Linked DNA regions of Mus musculus: regions 1, 3, 4 and 5 are each linked to region 2. A link is a contact called in public Hi-C and Micro-C data. All regions are on one chromosome and are shown on one strand. The core of a region is the stretch at or near the end of the contact, and the rest is flanking DNA. Distances in the headings are between cores, read along the strand shown. Region 1 holds the start of Scnn1b (sodium channel, nonvoltage-gated 1 beta). Region 2 holds the start of Scnn1g (sodium channel, nonvoltage-gated 1 gamma). Region 3 overlaps Hs3st2 (heparan sulfate (glucosamine) 3-O-sulfotransferase 2). Region 4 overlaps Cog7 (component of oligomeric golgi complex 7). Region 5 overlaps Scnn1b (sodium channel, nonvoltage-gated 1 beta).

What was found. Hi-C and Micro-C count contacts between places; a contact is called where the count stands out from the background.
Region 1: a Micro-C map of embryonic stem cells shows a contact between it and region 2, with 3 times the contacts expected there. The contact joins the promoter of Scnn1b here to the promoter of Scnn1g in region 2. A contact is called at or near these places in 1 of 39 promoter capture datasets (embryonic stem cells), 8 of 484 Hi-C or Micro-C datasets (the AtT-20 cell line, the N1E-115 cell line, Sertoli cells and 5 more), 2 of 115 datasets of contacts at active chromatin or transcription factors (both in embryonic stem cells) and 3 of 9 other capture datasets (adipose tissue, macrophages and pancreatic islet).
Region 3: a Hi-C map of cerebral cortex shows a contact between it and region 2, with 6 times the contacts expected there. The contact joins the enhancer-like site here to the promoter of Scnn1g in region 2. A contact is called at or near these places in 2 of 39 promoter capture datasets (the HPC-7 cell line and HPC-7-derived erythroid cells), 7 of 484 Hi-C or Micro-C datasets (the Ba/F3 cell line, the HPC-7 cell line, the N1E-115 cell line and 3 more) and 1 of 9 other capture datasets (adipose tissue).
Region 4: a contact with region 2 is called in a Hi-C map of cerebellum, with 4 times the contacts expected there. The contact joins the enhancer-like site here to the promoter of Scnn1g in region 2. A contact is called at or near these places in 14 of 39 promoter capture datasets (the 3T3-L1 cell line, 3T3-L1-derived adipocytes, the C10 cell line and 6 more), 3 of 15 datasets of contacts at CTCF or cohesin (the NIH/3T3 cell line, embryonic stem cells and hippocampal excitatory neurons), 37 of 484 Hi-C or Micro-C datasets (the C3H10T1/2 cell line, CD4 T cells, CD8 T cells and 25 more), 16 of 115 datasets of contacts at active chromatin or transcription factors (T-cell acute lymphoblastic leukemia, craniofacial prominence, differentiating embryonic stem cells and 9 more) and 3 of 9 other capture datasets (adipose tissue, embryonic stem cells and pancreatic islet).
Region 5: a contact with region 2 is called in a Hi-C map of cerebral cortex, with 4 times the contacts expected there. The contact joins the enhancer-like site here to the promoter of Scnn1g in region 2. A contact is called at or near these places in 6 of 39 promoter capture datasets (cranial neural crest, embryonic stem cells, epiblast stem cells and 1 more), 2 of 15 datasets of contacts at CTCF or cohesin (embryonic stem cells and pro-B cells), 15 of 484 Hi-C or Micro-C datasets (the HL-1 cell line, the N1E-115 cell line, cerebellar granule neurons and 7 more), 6 of 115 datasets of contacts at active chromatin or transcription factors (craniofacial prominence, embryonic stem cells, forebrain and 2 more) and 3 of 9 other capture datasets (adipose tissue, embryonic stem cells and pancreatic islet).

What each region holds. Positions count from the first base shown.
Region 1 is chr7:121,863,600-121,866,299 of GRCm38.p6, forward strand. It overlaps Scnn1b (sodium channel, nonvoltage-gated 1 beta), which reads left to right and starts at 1,439. Exons shown (of 13, transcript NM_011325.2): 1 at 1,439-1,538.
Region 2 is chr7:121,733,205-121,735,904 of GRCm38.p6, forward strand. Scnn1g (sodium channel, nonvoltage-gated 1 gamma) reads left to right here and starts at 1,275. Exons shown (of 13, transcript NM_011326.3): 1 at 1,275-1,339.
Region 3 is chr7:121,486,220-121,488,919 of GRCm38.p6, forward strand. All of the region lies in intron 1 of Hs3st2 (heparan sulfate (glucosamine) 3-O-sulfotransferase 2), which reads left to right. Among named protein-coding and RNA genes, the nearest start is that of Gm39081, 52 kb to the right of the region's middle. Within about 2 kb of position 1,257, at least 13 of the 459 cell types and tissues checked have an H3K27ac peak or open chromatin away from gene starts, as enhancers often do. A contact at or near this core is called in cerebral cortex and cortical neurons, where this site is marked.
Region 4 is chr7:121,946,270-121,948,969 of GRCm38.p6, forward strand. All of the region lies in intron 9 of Cog7 (component of oligomeric golgi complex 7), which reads right to left. Among named protein-coding and RNA genes, the nearest start is that of Cog7, 34 kb to the right of the region's middle. Within about 2 kb of position 1,427, at least 5 of the 459 cell types and tissues checked have an H3K27ac peak or open chromatin away from gene starts, as enhancers often do. A contact at or near this core is called in cerebellar granule neurons and cerebellum, where this site is marked.
Region 5 is chr7:121,889,485-121,892,184 of GRCm38.p6, forward strand. The region is part of intron 1 of Scnn1b (sodium channel, nonvoltage-gated 1 beta); the gene reads left to right. Among named protein-coding and RNA genes, the nearest start is that of Scnn1b, 26 kb to the left of the region's middle. Within about 2 kb of position 1,372, at least 18 of the 459 cell types and tissues checked have an H3K27ac peak or open chromatin away from gene starts, as enhancers often do. A contact at or near this core is called in cerebral cortex, myocytes and pancreatic islet, where this site is marked.

The DNA of each region.
Region 1 (2,700 bases), core at 189-2,688, 130 kb after region 2:
GGCATTCTTAATTGACGAGTGATGTGGGAGGGCCCAGCCCGCTGTGGGAGCTGCCACCCTGGTGGGTGGTCCTAGGTTATACAAGAAATCAGGCTGGGCAAACCATGGGGCACAAGTCAGTAAGCATTGGCCTCCCACAGCCTCTGCTTCAGCTCTGACTTCCAGGGTTGATTACTCCCTACCTTGGCTTCTTTTGAGTGGGGCTGGAGTGTGCAAAATGAGATAAACTCTTTCGTCACTCAAGTCGGTGTTGTGTGTGATATTTATCACAGCCTAGGAAACAAGCTAGGATGCCCATGTAAATAAAGACTCTGGGGTCTTCAGTGATTTTTAAAAGTACAATAGTTGCCTGTGATGCAATCTTCAAGAACTCATATCTTAGAAGCATCTGTGGAAAGATACACAGGAAATGAAACCATGGTTACAGAAAAGAAAGCCGAATGGACACCAGGGTAGCTCTGACCTGAGGAGAGATGGCGGAGGGAAGAGAGGGGACTGACACATACAGGTGTCCTTAGTCTGTTCTCTATCATAAATGCCACAATACTGGATATGTTCAAAAGAAGTGTGTTTTTTGACTTGCAGCTCTGGACCAAGGTCACTAGGTCCTGCACCTGGTAATGTCCTCCTTGTGGGCAGAGCCCTAGAGCCACGTTCGGTGCTCCTGGAAGATCTAGTCAAGTTACCTGCAAAGGCGAGATGACCATTAATCCATTGGCCACATAGATGAGTTAATCTGTTAACTGAGTAGATGAGTGACCCTATTCCTGAGGGGTCTCCTAATTAAAGTGCCACCTACACTCCTTTTAAAATGCAGGCTCAATTTCAGCTTGGAAAAGATAAGCCATGTTCAGCCCCTAGCCTAGGAGTAACAGTGATGACTTAAAGTTACTGTAAGTGGAGTGGGTAGGCTCACTGGGAAGGAGCCTCCTTCCCAGACTTCCAGGTGGCCTGTAGTTATCTACCACAGAGGTGGGGTTATATCTCATGATCAGCCATGAGCAAGAATGTTCTGAGAAGACCAACAGCAGAGCTTCCCTGAAATCCCCAATTTGTAAAGTGAAATCACTGCATCAGTAGAATAAGGCTGTAAGGTGATGTGTCACAGTGTGTGTGATGCTCCACACACATGCTGTGATACTCCAGCATGTGTGGTTTATGCTGGTTGTGGTGTGAGGATACACGGAGGAAGGCTTTTCTGCACCAAATGTAGAATATGGAATCCCCTGTCGTTGCCTCCCCACAACCCTGTATAGAGACTGGGACTGGGAGGTGAGAAGTGGCCTGGGGGGACTGCAGAGGATACTGACCTGGAGCCTGTCAACTGGAACAAAGTGGCCTGGGAGCTGGACGGTGCAGGTAGCCCTGACTAACCCAGGAAGGCAGGCTCCTCCCGCAAGCCCTCCCGGTAGGTCCCCGCCCTCCGCTCTCCCTCCGCCTACAGCGTCCCGGGCTCTACAGGTGACCCAGCTCCACAGCCACTCGGACGCCACCACCTTAGCTGCCATCACCTCACACTGGAGCAGCTTCCTAAACAGGTATGACAGCGACCTCCGCGCGCGCGCACCCGGGCAATGACCGCAGTTCCGTCCCCGACAGCGACTGAGAGCCGGCTACCTAGCCTCAGTTTCCCACAGGAGGGCGTAGGGTATCTGGCCACCACCATGCTTGCTACTGCGGGGACAGTGGGACTGGACCTGCTAGGGACGCAGGAAGACAGGGGAAAGACTCGCTCAACGAACGCTCAATGAGATATCCAGCGAGGGTCGCACTTCTGTCGCTGCTGGAGGGAAGGAAGGGCTGTGGTCAAGTCCTCATGCGGAGTGGGCGGGGTGAGCTGTAGTTCAAAAGGTGACAATAGCAAAACTTTTGAGCATCCCTCGTCGCCGCCAGGCAATACCCGCGGAATGTGCTGGAGGGGGGGGGGCGGGGGCGGGCAGCGGGGGGCGGGGTCCCCCTCACAGAATGGAAATTGAGTATCAGGGAGGGGGAGGAAGGATGCGCACAAGCCAGCCATCTCTGGAGAACACCATTGTAAGAGGCAGTGCTGGGGAGGAGCCCAGATCCAAGTCCCAACCTGTGCTGTCTCTCCACCATTCCGGGATTTTTAGAACAAAGTTAATGTCTAGACAATGTCAAATAGCATAGATGTGCTGAACACAGGACATGAGGGACAGAGAGCAGAACAAAGGGGGAGAAACAGAGGCGCGGGGTTCAGGAAGACAGCTGCAGAGCTTTCCCCACGCACAAGAAATCTCCATCAGCAAGGGTCTTGGAACAGCCCAGTCTGATGTGGTCCCTGGATGAGGATCTAGAAAGTTCCATAATGTGACATCTGCCAGCAAGCAAATAGAGAAGGGCCAGCTCTTCCTCTTTCTTAAACCTATGGAGTCCGATGTATCTGTTCCCTAAAGGTAACTGCCATCTTCAAATGGAGTATTTCTTCTAGACCTTTCTCCACACCTGTACAGTCATATATACAAGCCCATAGGAAATGTGTGAAATAGTAATGTGGTGGGCAGATATGTAATGCTAATTGTATGATCCATGCATACCATTGGGTAATGGTGGCTTACCCCTATCCCCACTTACTCCTTCTAGAACCATCTATGTTGCTGCATAGACATGGTGCTAACTTATAAATTTCCATTTCAGGGTCAGTTTTCAAATTCTTGTTCTTTGTTCTCAACTAACTTCACA
Region 2 (2,700 bases), core at 25-2,524:
CCAAGAAAATACACCACAGGCTTGCCTACAGGAAAATCTTGTGGAGGCATTTTCTGAAACTCTTCCACCGAGTTAACATGTTAACTCATGTTAGCAACAAACTAGCCAGCACAATGATTCTACTAACTTATTTAGGGAGGGAGGTGGATTGCTTTGTTAATTCTTCACCGTGAGCATTGATTGCAAGAAATACTGCTTAGGGATTTTAGGGGATTTTTTTCTTTACGTTGATGGTCAATAATGCTTGACATGTTTCTACCCACCAAAAGTTGTGATCTTTGGTCAGGCAAAAGAGGCATCTCATGGGAAGCCAGAGGTCCAGACGTCTGAGACCCATGCCCCCCTGATGAAATAGAGCACAGGCTGGACTCAAATTCGCTATGTAGCTGAGGAAGGTCTCGTGCTTCTGAGCCTCTTGTCTCACCCTCAACCCCAGATCTAGCACAGTAAGCGTGAGCCACCACATCCAGTTTATATGATAGTGGGGATCAACCCCAGGACTTTGGTTATGTTAAACAAGCACTCTACCAACTGAGCTACATCCTCAACTCAAGAACCTGCGTTTTAACAAGGTCTGTAGGTGGATATGAACACGTTTATGTCTAAAATGTTTGAATACTTAGTGACACGCTGTCTTTTGTGGGGCCATGTTTCTTCCCAGCTCAAGGGGATTACAACTTGAATACCTATCTTGGATCCCTCACAGTTTCAGCGGTCTAAACTTATTTTTAATAGTCAATTTGTGTGAGTCCCTATGGAAAGACAATGACAGGCCCAAAGAATAAATGATCTGTTTAAATAGCTCCTGTTGCCCACAGCAGAACTCTAGATGATGCCGAAGCAACTGCGTATCCTGACCAGGTCGGAAGGGTGAGGGATAAGAGGCTGTGTGGAATGTCTTCTGGAACTGAGATAAGAGACCTCCTGCGACCTGGGTCAGAATGAGGCAAATGAGGTGACTCTACAAAGTACTCTGGGGCTGTGACCCAGCGGGAATGCAGGTTGCAGAGTGGCCTCTGGGAGGCAGCAAGCTTGCACGGTGCCACCACGAGAAGCAGCGCAGCCCGGGTTGAGGCGCGGAGCTGACTCTGGACAGCAGATGGCACTGCGGGGTCGCGGCCTTCTCCGGGCTAAGACAAGTCGGGGGTGGCCCGGGGAAAACACCTGGGCAGGTGTGGGCGGAGTTTGAGTGGGGAGGAAACTCTAGGGGCGGGGTCTGAGCCTGACCCACTGGCGCTCCTGGCCGTGCCACTTGGAGATGCTTGGCTTTATGAGGCCAGAAGAAGAGGAGCGTCTCCAGACTGTACACAGGCCAGCCGTGACCCTTCAGTTCAGAAAGGTAAGCCCAGCCGCGTCGGGTCAGTTCGATTCCGGGGTTCCAGGTACGTGAGCAGCCACAGGGCGTGGTGGCTTCCAAGAAAAAGATTATTCTGTCCACGGGTGGCGGGATGCTGAGACATCCAGAGCTTGGCTTGTGATACAAGAGCTGAGCGACAGGCGTTTCTGAGCCGGTGTGCGTGGGAGGAGCGCATCTCGGATCTTCTCTGCCTAGCTCACCCCACTTGAAGAGCATGCGTTTGACAGCGACTGTTCTTTCAGTCGCGGGAAAGTTTTTCTTTAGAGGTGCCTGCTGCAGAAAGAATCAAGCACTTGAAGCGGGCTGATTGAAAGTGGAGCCCTTGACTGCAGCGTTGCGATAGCTGGCACGAAGCAGACGGCTTTTGCCGCAAAACTACGCGCCAGGTCGCTTCCCAGACTGCAGCGAGTCAGTGGGGGTAGCTCGGTCCCAGGGCCTTGAGTCCTGGCTTCGGAGGTTCAACCTATTTCCGAATAGCACCGTGGCATGGCGGGAATCAAAACATTGCCCGAACCCAGGCTTTTGTGCCCAAGTTCTAGGATGAACAGAGCCTTGCAAACTGTCACTCCTCGCCAAGCTTCAGTTTCCTGACAGGGACAGAGGCAAGGTTCGGGGGCAGGTGAGGGAATAGAGAAGTGTCAGGAAGAAAAACGGGGACCTGGAATTTCGAAGAATTCGTTCGTTCTTTCATACTGTGTGGCCTTGGGCAGATTACCTAACTTCTTTACACCTCCATTTGCATCTCTGTGGGATGGGGATAGTAATAACACCTCATTTAGTCTGTAGTGAGAATTAAATTAGGTGCAAATGTTGGAATAGGAACCCTGGGCACGGTGTAGCTGTAACTGACGTCTGCCATCATTCTGCAGCAGCTGTCGCCTGAAACCACTATCATTATTTAAGCAATAACACAACTAGTATGTGTTCTTGGGTTCAAATCCTAGCCCGGACACTTTCTATTATGACCTTGGGCAAGCTACTTAGTCTATCTGTGTGTCTCTGTTTCATTTGTGTAATAGGGAAATGATGATATCTACCTGGGAAGACTGTAGAGCGCATTCTGTGAGCTAACCTTTGAGATGAGTTCTGAGCGTATCAGCTTCAAAGTCCTCTAACAGCACCGGGTTGAATCAAGGCCCATAATCTAGTAGAGCTACAATCTTGTTTTGCCTTAGAGTTGAAATATTTATGTGAACATTCTGGAGTCTCCTCTCGCATGACTGGCTGGTCCTCTGCGGACGAGATGAGTGGGAACCCCAAGAATCCAGAATTCACCTTTTGGCAAACATCTGACAGAGGGACCCATTTCTTTTCTTTTCTTTCTTTCTTTCTCTCTTTCTTTC
Region 3 (2,700 bases), core at 7-2,506, 250 kb before region 2:
CTCAGCGCCAGTTAGAAGCATCACTGCCACATGAACTCTTGTTTCCTGGATGCTGACACCATTGGAAAGTATCACACAAGAGAAACAAAGTCCTGGAGAAATTCCTATGGAATAGGCATAGGCATAGGGCTCGGGAGCATGTGTGCCCAAAGCCAAGAAGAAACATTTTAGGGAGTAAGGAGTGGGTAGACACTCCCGATGCTATATAAGGGAGAATTAAACCAAGACTAAAGTTGAAAGCGGCTGAGATTGTGGCTCAATGGGTAGAATGCTTACCCGGTTTGATCCCAGGCCTTGAAAAACTTGTGGTGCCATGTGCCTGTAATCCCAGCACTCAGGGGGTGGAGCCACGAGGATCAGAAATTCAAAGCCATCACTGTGTAATGAGTCTGGGGCCAGCAGGGCTTACACAGGGCCCTGTCTGAAAACAAAATAAACAAAATAAAACAAAACACACACACTAGAGCGAGGAGATGGGCTGGCAATCAGAGGCACCGGGATGAGGAAGAGTGTGACTAACAGGAGGAAGCAGAAGCATTCAACTCTGGATCAAGATCCTCAGCTGGAAAGAACAGCAGCCATGGAGGACTACTCTATGAGGAGAGAAAGCAGGCATCAGGCTCCCCAAAGAGACTTGAATGCAATCAGGGAAACCCAATAGAAAACAGGAAGCCCATTCAAGGATGGGTGTGGCATTTTATGATTGATACAGGCTCTCACCTGTTTACCTGGCTTAGACTTCAGGGCAGCACAGGAAGTCTGAGCCATCCACCTGTTGCTGGTGAGGAAGCTGATAGGAATGTCACAGAAGCCAGGGAACAGAATGGCTCTGACTTAAATCCTAGCTGATGTTTTTACTAATTCTAATCATGCATAATTCCTTACCTGACATCAGTTACTCAACTGCTGACTATAGGAAGCCTTCATCAAATGCATACCTTGCACCAGTATTATTAGGTCTGCCTCCTTGACACCCGGCTGCTCCAATAGCACGGCCTGGCAAGTCAGCTTCCAGGTAGAGCCAGATAGATATGCAGACACTTGGGCTCCTTCCTGACACCTACTGTGTTTGTGTATTGGTGAATCCTCACAGAGATTTTACTGGCTTAACCCAGGACGAAGGACAGAGGGAAGAGGAAGAAGATAAACCCGGAGGAGACAGGCAGATATGCAGTTACCTTCAGCTAGTGTCCCCAAGCTCAGCCACAGATGGAGCCTGAGAAATTGAGGTCCAGTTGCCAGGAAACATCTAGGGCTGCTCAAGCACTCGCAAAAACACTTAACACCCACGGTCCCTCAGCCTCCTATCCGGGCCAGCATCTAGAGGAAGGATGCCTGCCATGTCCTCGCCACCCACCCACACTTCAGCCACTCCAAACAACCTTCCTTCCCTCAGTGTGCAGTGCAGGCATTTGTCCTCCTAAATAATATCAATGGAGGCCTTTACAAATAGCTTTTAATAAGCTCTAGTTTCTTAATGACCGAGAACACATGCTCATGGTCAAGAAAAGAGGCAAGTCCATAAACACATCAAACTAAAGGTGAAAATTAATTCCCAGGATGCACAACACCATCCGCTGCAGATCTCCCAAGGTCATTCTCCAAACCCAAGGTCATTCTCCAAACCTAAGCCCTGCTAAGGACACCTGTGCATCCTTTCAGAAGAGACACACGCATATACACTCCAGCATATGTGTGTGGATTTGCAACGCAAAAAAAAAAAACGTTAACCTGACTGCAACTCACCTCTCCCACTTAACAACACGCCCTGGACTCTCTTCCGAGTGTGTCTTTAAATAGATCTTTCTTGCTTTTAACAGCCGCTTTATAATCTATAGCAGAGCCTTGTTAGAGCTTATTTAACCACATCCTACTAATGGCCACAGGGTTTGTTCCTAGTCTCTATCTTTTACGTATAATGGGTGGTAGTTATGTTCATGCTTGCTATTACAATAATAATTAAACAAAGCAACAAACAAAAATGCTTGTCCTGGCTCACAGCCACTCAGGGAAGGCATTTCCTAGTTGTACGAGGTCCCCACTCTTCCTTGTACTTGTCGAACTTGCTCTGTTCTAGAGCTACAGAGTCTCCTGCACTAGAAAAGACAGGGAACAGGATGGGTCCATTGTACGCTCACCTTGGCCTTGAAGCAATGCATCTCATCCCCACTTGTTCTTCCTGTCAAGACCCAGCCATGGCCCTCAGTTGGGTGTGGTAAGGAGAACTATAATCCTTTGGAACTGTGAGAACAGTACAAGTAGGGTCACAGGAGGGAGGAGGTCCCCAGAGAAGAAGAGAAGGGATCTCTGTTGAATGCCTCTCCACCTCTACCACAATTGCAGCAGTGAGCATCCGTACCCCCTGCACAAGTCTTTACATGTTTGTGTAGTTAAATGTCTAGAAGGACAATGGCCATGTCCAGACGATGTGCATTTTAGACATTGTAGGCAATGTCTAACTGCCTTCCTAGAGGTGCATTGGTTTGTGCTCTTACCTTGTCAAGAAAACTTTCCTTCTTCACACCCTTGTTAAAATTTGTCACCATTTATATATCATAAGTCTGGGAGATGACTCCCCAGGTAAAAGGCTTACTAAGCAAGATTGAGGACCTGAGACCCTGAGAATCCACGTAAAGCCAGACACAGACACAGTAGCATACATCTGTACTCCTATGTTCCACCTGGAAAAGATGGAAAGTG
Region 4 (2,700 bases), core at 177-2,676, 210 kb after region 2:
CTCAGCCATCAGTTTACTCAAAGCAAAGACACTGAGACTCAGGGGAACAGTGGCCAGCACACAATCCTGCCTCCTCGGTGCCAGAAGCAGGCTGGGCCCAGGACACTCCAACTCCAGCATGGGATGCTTGCCACCACTGTGAAACCACGTTCCCACAGCCATCTGTGGGCCAGCTTAGTGTGCAGGGCCAGAGCGCAAGTCAGGCCCCATCCTCCCTACCCTGCTCCAAGCCTTGCTCTCCCCCGACAGCGGGAGGGAGCTCACCCACTTGAACCCTGACAAAAGTAGTCTCAACTGCATTATAAACTCAGTAATATCAGTAATATCCAAATTCTAGTGACAATGACCTCATTGCCCCATATTCTTTCGTATACAGTAATTTTTAATATAAATGTGAATTATTTTGCAATCATAAAAACAACAGAAGAAAAGTAAGTCTGGTCAGAGCTCAGAGGGGTAAGAGCTAGAGAGAGAGCATTCGATGTCAGTACCAGGCCTCATCTGTGGAGAGGTGACAGATAATGGATTACAAGTTGATAAAGGCCGTGTGGTGGTGGTGCATGCCTTTAATCCCAGTACTTGGGAGGCAGAGGCAGGCGGATTTCTGAGTTCGAGGCCAGCCTGGTCTACAGAGTGAGGAGTGAGTTCCATGACAGCCAGGACTACACAGAGAAACACAGAGAAACCCTGTCTCAAAAAAAAAAAAAAGTTGATAAAGTCTTACTTGTTTGCCAAGAATCAGAAAATCTAAACCAAAGTGTTCCAGCATGCTACTTTTGTGGAAAGGACTAAAAGCTGATAGAAGGGAGGTATACTTTTACATTTTATACTGGGGAGAACTATGTCTAAAGGCATACTTGAGTTTAGATCTTAAAAAAAAAAAAAAAAAAAAAAAAAAAAAAAAGCTTTCCACCCACAAAATCCTGGTGGCTGCAGGTCAAAAAAAGAGATTTAAAAAAAAAAAAAAAAGAGGGGGATGGAAGGAGGCACTGGAAACTTGGTTGCTCAGTGATTAAAAGCACAGCACCTCCATGGTAGCTCACAACCATCTGTAGCTGCAGTTCCTGAAAATCCAATGCCGCTTCCTGACCTCCATGGACAAGCAGACATGCAATCAAGGTCAGCCTGGTCTACATAGTGAGTTCCAGGACAGCCAAAGCTACACAGGAAAATCCTGTCTCAAAAAAACAAAATAAATAAATAAATCCATCCATACATACACACACACACAGAGGCAAAACATTCATACACACAAAATAAATAAGCCTAAAAAATAAAAATAAGTAAATACTACACTCACTATTAATGTTTCTCTTTCCAAAAGCACACCTGGGTTCATGTGGACAAACCTTTAACCCTCACAGCCTCAACAGGGTTGCCCAGGGTGTGGTTGATGGCCACAGCCAAGAACACTGGGCTCACAAGGGCGAGCCTGGTATTTCTGGAATGACAAGAGCTCCCTAATATCCTAAGCAAAACAGCATTCAGTTCAGTAAAGGAGTCTGGAAACGCAGGGCAACTTCATGAAGAAACAAATTACCACGGGGAGGTCCCTGGAGAACACCACAATTTATTCGCAGCTCATCAAGTTCACAGCTGGGCAAGACTGTTGACTGTCTCTCTTCCCACACCCCAGGTAGTGCGCCCACCCGGCACCTTCCAGAACTGTGAAAGTCTCCAGGAGAGCCGAAGCTCCCCAGCTGGAACCAGCTTGGTTTCTCCATGTGCTGATTCAAATGTATGGTGCTCTCAGCAGTGGAGTCTCACTGTTTTAAAGAGCGACTAAGAGCAACGGTAATAATTTGTATTGTTTGGAGGAGTCTGTGGTACTCCACTGACAAAGAACTCAAAAAGACACAGCCCATACCAAACACTGCTGGGTTTGGTTGTTTGTTTGTTTGTTGTTTTTATTTGATAGCGTATAGTGTCCAGAGCAAGATAGCCCACTCTGTTACAGCTACATGAGTATTATGGGGACAATCAAGCACTTTCTAAGTGGGTTTAAGACCTGATCCATAAGATGGAACTCATGTACTGCCTTGTACTGTTAGCAAAGGCAAAAAACTGTGGTTGGCTAGGGCACAGGTTCTAGGATAAACCTAATATTGTCACTCAACTAAATGGACAGAGCAATAAACTGTCCTCTAAACTATCATCTTTAAACACATGGGTTAGTACATCTCTCAGTCCTCACTGCAGAAGTTCTTTTTAGTGTAGATGGAGATTAACACAGAGACTCACGGTCAATGTGTAAAGAGTAAGAGACTGTGAGGTGCTCAGCTCTGAATGAAACAGCTCTATCACACTCCACCCAAGACCCGGGGCCATCGGAGAAGAGGACATGGAAAGGCTGCAAGAGCCAGAGGTAGCAGACACCTGCTACCCCTAGCTGAGGAGCTGTTGGCAACTGAGGGCTGCTGGGAGAGGGAGGGCCGCCGGTTTCTTCAGAGATGCAGCCCCCAAGAGACTACCCATGCACAAGTAAATGGCATATACTGGCAGCACTAAGTAGACAGTGGGTATAAAAACAAAAGCACTCACATGATAGATGGGAAAGTGGTGGAGTAGAGACGGAAAGAATTGTGGGGACAGAAACAGAGGCGGGGCGGGGGGCCAAGTCTGGTCCAAAGTCATTACATAAACACTGGAACACGTTGCCCCCAGGACTCTCACGCCTCAGGCGCACTGGTCAGAGGATCC
Region 5 (2,700 bases), core at 122-2,621, 160 kb after region 2:
GAAAAGGGAGTACTGGCATCTCTTTAATGTGGCCCCAGTGGCCTAACTTCCTTCCAGTGAGCCCCACCTCCTCAAGGTGCTGCCATTTCTCCATTACACCACAGGCTAGACACCAAGCCTTCAACATGTGGCTTTTGTGGTATATTCAAGATCTAAACCCATTTTTGGTTTTGAGACTAGCCTTTAATGGCTGAGCCATCTCTCCAGCCCTTAAACCCATTTTTATCACGGACTGAGCCCTTCTCTAAGGGTGCAGAAGAATCACCCATAACTGGGTTCCAATTGTACCCTTTGTTTCTGGATAGGGACAGCTGTCATAACATGGAATGACATGCCATGAATTGAAATCTCTGATGCCCTCTGATGGTGCCCCCTGTCATGAAGAATAAGAGGGTGACTCCACCATCGCCCCATCACTGGATGAGACCAAAGAACACCAATGACATGTCCCTCAAGAGCAATGCCACCCAGAGGCCATCCCAAATGTTGGACATTGAGTCCAAAGGATATTCCCATGTCACTCATAAATGTAGCCATTGCTCCCGTACTTCCAGAGAGAAGAGGAACCTGTCCGTCCATGACCTGTCACAGAGGACAGAGAGTGACATCAGCATGTCATTGCCACACATGTTAGCATTCCAGAGCTGGGATGAGTATCAGTTAAAGTGCTCCTGTGCCAGCACTTGCTGGGTTTCTCCACCATCATAGTACACAGAGAATGAAATAGCACAAGCCACAGTCACTACACAGGGAAGGGTAGGGGCAGAGCTCAGGGCTACACAGCCTGCCTGGCATGGCCAAGACTCAGGGTGTCATTCCCTGCACCACAGAAAGACAATAGAGAGAAAGCAAGAGTGGGAACCAAAAGAGGCAATGTACATTGATGGATGAACACGAGCCAAGAGATGCCAGTGGGCTCGCTATCTCTACACACACACACACACACACACACACACACACACACACACACCACCAAATCCATGGAAGGCAAGTACTCTACAACTGACTGCAAACTAGTAATCCACCTCAAAGTAGTAATCCTCCTGCCTCTGCTTCTGGAACACTGGGCTACCGCTGGCTGTCATGTGAGCACTCTCCCTCTTACTTAACTGTACACTCAACTCAACTCAGCTCAACTGCAGCCTGCGAGCCTCCCCTCCCAGAAGGCAATGCAAGAAGCCACCTTTGCTCTCTTTTCCACCTGTAAGTGCTGAGCTTGGCTCTCGGAGAGAACACTGAGACATTGGCACACTGCAGCCTTGAGTGAAGGAGGCGCATGTGTGTGCCCACAGAGGCAGCCGCCTATTGCTACATTTGTTACTTCCCCGACGCCCACGGGAACAGGTGCAAGGTGTCAGGTGTCCTCTGAGCCTGTGGGTGAGCGATGGCTGGTTTCTATTTCCAGAGCTGCTCTGACTCACTGAGACTATGCGCACACCCCTCTGTGTTCTCATTACCTTCTCTGAGAAATGGGCCTAATTATTATCTGGGCCAGCATTCTTGCGAGGATGGCATGCAAACACACAGACACATGAGAAAAATGCCTTGGAGGCATTTGGGCACATCTTGTGTCCTTGGACAGCAGGTGCTTCAGCCAATGAGAGACAATGGGAAGGTGAGCCTCTCTTACCTTAAGCTTCTCCTCACTCTCAGGAGTTAAACCCAGAGCCTCGCACATGCTAAGCGAGTATTCCACCACTGAGCCACATGCGTGGGCTATGATATTTTACATTTTCTATTTTGAGTCATGTTCTCACTAAGTTGCCGGGCCTGCTCTGAGATTTGCTGTGTAGACCTTGGACTCACAGAGACCTGCCTGCCTTTACCTCCCAAGTACAGAGATTAAGAGCATCCTTGCCAAGAGGGTTTTAAATAGCTCCCCAAATAACATATTTTTGAATGGTTGGGGGGGTCTTGTTGCTTCGAACTTGTTATTTCACACATATATTGTCCACTGAGTGCTCACGGCACTTCTCAGGCTGAGGCTACAGTGATTTCAGTGACAAAAGTCAGTTCAGTTTGTGCGCTGTTAAACGTCACACAAACCAGACAGAAATGCTTCGGGGACTCAGCAGACCTGGTGGTGACCGATGAATGACAGATGACTCAGAAGCCATTGAGCTGTTATTTGTAGTATCCAACATAAAACATTTACAGAAAACCCTCCTGTTAAGGGTCCTTTTGTATTTGCTGCAAGCACATAGGTATGACACGGTGTCGTGGTGTGACTCTGAGATGCCCCACAGGCTCACACTCTGAAGCCAAGAACACTTGCCCCTGCTGGTGATGCTACTGGGGAGGATGGAACCCTGATGGGGTGTTACCTCGTAGTCCAAGCCACTCACCACAGTGGGTTCCAGCTGGCTACCCCACCTTAGCTTTCCACCCTGCTCTTTGGTCCACCGTGATGGGAGAAGCTGAGCTACACACTCTAGCTACATCACTCCTGCTGTGGACTGGATATAGTGGACCTCTGTGATGGACTGGAGCCCTCTGAAACTGTAAGCTCAAATAAATCTTTCCTCTCTGAAGGTGCAGCTGTTGAGTAGCTGAACCACAAAGTAGGGCAATGGCAACATTTTTCTATAAAAGGTCAAATCGTTAATATCTTGAGTTTTATGAACTATATATGTCTTTTCCTGGTAAGACTGTAAAATTAGTAGAGCATTGTGGTGCATGCCTTTAAATCCCAGCACTGGG